Linked DNA regions of Zea mays: region 2 is linked to region 1. The links are chromatin contacts, called in public Hi-C maps. All regions are on one chromosome and are shown on one strand. The core of a region is the stretch at or near the end of the contact, and the rest is flanking DNA. Distances in the headings are between cores, read along the strand shown. Region 1 holds the start of LOC103638373 (G patch domain-containing protein TGH homolog). Region 2 holds the start of LOC103638375 (putative phospholipid-transporting ATPase 9).

Region 1 (2,700 bases), core at 129-2,628:
AATGGATATATCGTGAAAATATTTTTTCTTCATCCCTTCAATCTGTCCTTGTTTAACACTGGACTTTCCAAAAACAACATGGCTTGGCCTCCACGGCTGTTCTTCGGCATCTTCATTTCCACTCTCCACATCAAAGTTATCACTGTCGCTGGAATCTCTAGATAGCCCAGCCAACATCTCATTAGTGATTTTTTCAATGTTGGTCTTTTCCATTGCTTCGTAAAAACCAGCAGGTGTGGGGTCTACAATATGCTTTTCTCCAGCCATTTCGATGATGATCACAGAAAATACCGAAGCTCAAAAAATAATTGCGCTCACAAAAAAAGAAGGCTAAAATGACAATCATAGCACAAAATAGCTAGATGACACGAAAAATATTCACAGCGCAAACCTCTATATATATACTCAGATCTCCACTGGTCGGTGGGTCCCACGATTCAGAACAATTCGCTATTCTAGCGAAGGGAAGGTGTTTTTCGGACCTTCGGCTAAAGGTCCTCAAAAACACAACTAACCATTTGTTTTTAGTATAATATTGATTATTACAGGAGCTTCGTCATAAACAAAGATACATGATGAAAGTTGTTAGAGGTCTTCTCCTCCGATGAAGATACTATTTGACAGCTATACCAACGATTGCTGAAGTTACCATCGAAGATCAATAACTTTGGCTTAAAGTGATGACGAAGGTTAAAAAACATGGTGTGAGGTCAAGGAAGAAAAGACTAGTCAATCCCTGGTAGTTTATGTTATGATCATGTGTGCATATTAGGGTTATAAATGTAATTTTACCCGGGTTGTGTCCTATGCCTATAAATAGGTGAACAATATCACCGTACTGTTCACACTGGATTGTAACTACTCTCGCGTCAACACCTTCGAACAAACCGAAGATATCGATGTAATATAAATTATGTTAATGTTCATATGTATATTATGAAATACATATGTGTATGAATGAATAAATTACATTTATTATCTTTATGTACTCTTATTCTCATGAATGATGAAAGTGTGTCTTTTACGGACTTCGTCTGAAGATCATTATATCCAAAATAAAATAATGCTTCGGAGGACGAAAGTCCCTAATCTTTAACAATTGTATTGCCTTGTTCTTGATTCATAATATTTGAGAATAAGTGACCAACAAAATTTATCATTTTCGAATAACTGACAATTTCGATGCCATATTTCGACCGTTGGTTTTTCGTTTTAGTCCTGCTAGAAAAATGCGAAAACAAAATCAATTTAGCTGTTCTACCCGTAAGAGGGTGTTTGAATGCATTAGAGATAATTGTTAGTGGCTAAAATTAGTTGAGACATCGAAAGCCCCTAGCTATTTTTGATAAATTAGTTAATAGATAGATATCTATTTGTTTGCATTCAAATACCCATAATTCTCACGTAAACTGCAACGCCCTACAGCACAAAACTCAAATCGCAGTTCCCGTCCATCTGTCACCACCTCGCTCTCTACATTGCGGAACCCTATTCTCTCATCGCGCTCTCGCCTCACCGGCGCCGCCAATCCGCCGGCGAGCTAGGGCTTTCTGATCACTGGCCTCTCCAGTTTCCCGCCACCATGGGGGTCGACAGCGACGACGAGGATCTCGTCGTCTATGGGACGCCCATCGAGCGAGAGGAGGACACCTCCGCCCGCAAGCGCCGGGCCGTCGCCGAGGCTGGCCAACTCCGCGCCCTCCCTGCCTGGAAGCAGGAGGTCTTTCTCTCACCTCCCTCCTTCTTCTTCTCCACCTCCCAATCTCCCTATCCTGTATCTGTATCGTTGCGGTAGGACAGAATATGTGCTCTGTTACGGTGTTGGTATTGATGGATTCGAGATATACTAGGGCATGCAATTTCGTGAGTAGCAATGCAACAGGTGTTGCGTTTTTTTAATGTTTACGGTTTGTGGAGCAACTGGGGTGCATTTGGTTGTGACCAAGAGAGACTGCACATACTCTTCCATTTGGGGTTTGCTCACATGTCTGCTGCTATGTTTAGCTTTGGTGGCACATATTATAAATAGAGCTGTGCTAATTTTCTGCTTGTACCACTGGGGTTGGGGTGAAAGCAAGTTCGAGTTTTTTAGGGCAATCGGCTTTATGCCCAGTTTTGTTAGTTGGGCAATATGTCAACTAGGAAAATTCAGAGACAGAATAATGGTCCAAATTGTGAATTATATCTGCCTACTCCCTCCGTCCCAAATTATAAGTCGTTTTAGGTGCATAGAAAGCTATGCACCTAGAAAAGACAAAACCACTTATAGTTTGGGACGGGCGGAGTACTTCTCAAATGAGATGATTAATTCCATCATCCTGCAGAATACTGTCAATCCTGTTGTTTATCCTTGTGTATGCTTGTTAGTCAAACCATATTTCAGTAACTAATTCCTTGATTGTGAGTTACTGCTGATCTCATAATGGAATGGGTTTTCATGTAGTTCAGATGTGTTTTTTACTCAACTATTTCTCTATTAGTTTCTAGGTTACTTACGTGGATGCTATTTATCTGTCTGGACTTTGGATAGTGCAATGTTGGCTCAAAAGAAAAAAAGATAGACCTGGTGCTGAAGGCTCCGGGGTCTGGGAAAGGGATAAACAGAGGCAAGCCTTCTTCCCACAATTGCGGAGAGGCTGCTTTCAACACACGACTTAGTGGGACAGCTCTCACCACTGCACGAGACGTGTCCCTCTAAAA
Region 2 (2,716 bases), core at 143-2,642, 170 kb after region 1:
TTTTCCTTTAATGTATCAAAAAGGAATGACAGTCTCTCATTACTAATTGTGCTACCCTATTTTGGTTCGTTCTTACGAATCAAATGACCAACCACAACAACGACACAACTATTGATCGAAATAACAATAACTTATCATGATTGTTCGAAGTCTTTGCCTATCTTATGGCTAAACTATATCCATTTTAGGCCTTGTTCGGTTATTGATATTACATGTGTATTGGAGTGTATTAGGTGGGATTGAAGTGAATTTTGACTTGTTATGGATTTAAACCGGCTCAATCCCACGAACAAGCCCTTAAAGTTTCTCAGATATTTTTTATCAAGCACTCATGAACCTTAAACTTACTCTAGAGGAAGAAGTTATAACTTTTCTAATAAAATATTGTCGGGTCTGCTCTATCATTATCGTCTTGTTCAACGTAGGATCTCAATGCACCAGGCATCTCTTCACTTTCCTAATAATAGGTAATAGCCACCAAACCCACGACGTGGACTTGCTATGTGTCACAACTCACATCTAATTTAGCGGTTGGTATGGTGCAGCAAAATGCATCAAGATGGTTTGACACCAGAGGTTTAGATGGTTTATCGCAGAAAAAAAGGTCAGTTAAGACAGTTAAACGTATAGACCATGTGCTGCACCTGCACAAGTAAACACAACTTCATGCTGGGCCATTATACTACCAAAATCATTAAAAGGAGTTAAAATAAAGAAATAAAAACATAGAAAACAGAAACTATACAAGCAGAACATTAACAGTAGAGCAAATAAACATATTATAGGGGTGGAGTATCATAATCAATAGGAGCATAATAAGCACAGTTTACATAAGACATCATAATAAGCAGTGACAATTAATTTTTTAAGAATATTAACAAAATATAAAAAAGAGTAAGACCCAAATCATTTCAAATTATGTTAATATTAGCAATTCAGGGCACATGTTATTATCATTAACAAGTGATCGGACTAAAGTTTTATTGTAACTAGGAATATACAGAATGCAAAAGTGTGTTTGGATCCTTGGACTAATGTTTGCTCCAGATTTTATATGATAATTAGAAGAACTAAATATAAGCTAATTACAAAACTAATTATATAAATTACAGCTAATTCACAAGACAAATTTATTAAGTCTAGTTAACCTATAGTTAGCATATACATAAAAGTATGCTAATCATGAATTAGGCATGTGATTAACCATGTCTATATAATTAGTTTTATAATTGACTTATATTTAGTTTTTCTAATTAATATATAAAACTCAGACTAAGCTTTAATCAAGCATCCAAACACGCACTAATATATTAGGCGAACACTAAAGACAAGGGAGGAAAGACATATCTGAGGGAGATATGACACGGCGGCAGCAGCAGATCCAGCTATCACCATGACGGACTCGGGGAGGAGGCCACCAACTACCAAACCCATCGCACACGTCCTGCTCCCCTCCCCTTCTCGTCGCGTCGGCATTGCATTGCACGCCTCGCCCGGCGCCTGCTCCCTTGCATTTTCCATTGACCTCCCCCCCGCCCCCTCTCGTCCGTCTCCTCCTCCCCAAAGCTTCGAATTTTCCCGAGCCGGAGCCACACCTTCTTTCTCCCCGCGTCCCACGATTCGCCGTCGGAAAGAGGCAAGGCAACGGAAACCGAGCCGTCCTGCGTGAGCTGGGGCGGGGTCCCCCGTCTGGGTGCCTTCCGTGCCACTCTCCTGCAACGCGGGGCGCATTGTCTTGCTGCCCCCTTGAGAAGGGAAGATTCCCGCCATCTATTAATCCTCCTCTCGTATGCCGTTTTCTGCCTGGGGAGGACACAAACGCAGCGCCGCGGGAAAGCCGGGCGCCGCATGGATCGAGGCATCCGGTGTTCCTGTCTCAAGACCCAGTTTTGGCGTCTTGGCGTAGCGGGACGGAGGAGGACGACGGGGTTTCGGAGCGCAGGGTCGCGGCGGCACGCCGGGATCTCCGAGGCGCCGCGCTGTTGAGTGTTGACGCCTTCTCGTTCCTGGGAGGAGGTGATTTCTCTGCTGAGGGCCTGGGGAGTCTCTTGGTTCAGTCCCTCTCCCTCTGCAGTTTATTTGCTTTTTTTAGGTAGGTGGAGTGTGGAGTTGTTGGGTGGGAGAGGGCCTGGAATTTATTTCGAGCTGCTTCTTTGGAGACCATTGTTTCTCGAATCTGAGTTCCTCTTCTTCGGAGGGAGTTGTCAATTGCGTTCTGATTGATTTGGACAAGATCGGAAGGAACTGGCACTCTCGGTGGGCGTACAAAAACTCTGAGCTTGTGGCCTTATCGACTTCTTGGGGGCATCTGGGAGTAGCTTCAGCGATTCACTTGAGTCTGGAGGAATGGCGCCGACCAAGAGGATGGAGAAGCTCAAGCTCAGCACATTGTTGACTTTCATGCGTTGCCACAGGGGCTCTAGTGATGACCACTCACGGATTGGGACAGTGGGGTTCTCCCGAGTCGTTTACGTCAACGAGCCTGATATGCTTGAAGAGGAGGGATTCAACTACCCCTTGAATGAAGTGTCGACGACAAAGTACACTCTGGCCACCTTCCTTCCCAAGTCCCTCTTCGAGCAGTTCAGGAGGGTGGCCAATTTCTACTTCCTTGTCTCTGGTATCCTTGCCTTGACTCCACTTGCACCTTACACGGCAGTGAGCGCGCTTGCACCGCTCTGTGTCGTGATTGTAGCCACCATGGCAAAAGAAGGGG

Evidence for each region. A called contact is a pair of places that touch in the nucleus more often than the background predicts.
Region 2: a Hi-C map of ear shows a contact between it and region 1, with 3 times the contacts expected there. The contact joins the promoter of LOC103638375 here to the promoter of LOC103638373 in region 1. A contact is called at or near these places in 4 of 25 Hi-C or Micro-C datasets (ear, leaf and tassel).

The regions. Positions count from the first base shown.
Region 1 is chr9:51,384,731-51,387,430 of Zm-B73-REFERENCE-NAM-5.0, forward strand. It overlaps LOC103638373 (G patch domain-containing protein TGH homolog), which reads left to right and starts at 1,379. Exons shown (of 16, transcript XM_008661305.4): 1 at 1,379-1,720. The coding sequence starts at 1,583.
Region 2 is chr9:51,550,735-51,553,450 of Zm-B73-REFERENCE-NAM-5.0, forward strand. It overlaps LOC103638375 (putative phospholipid-transporting ATPase 9), which reads left to right and starts at 1,393. Exons shown (of 11, transcript XM_008661309.3): 1 at 1,393-2,716. The coding sequence starts at 2,347.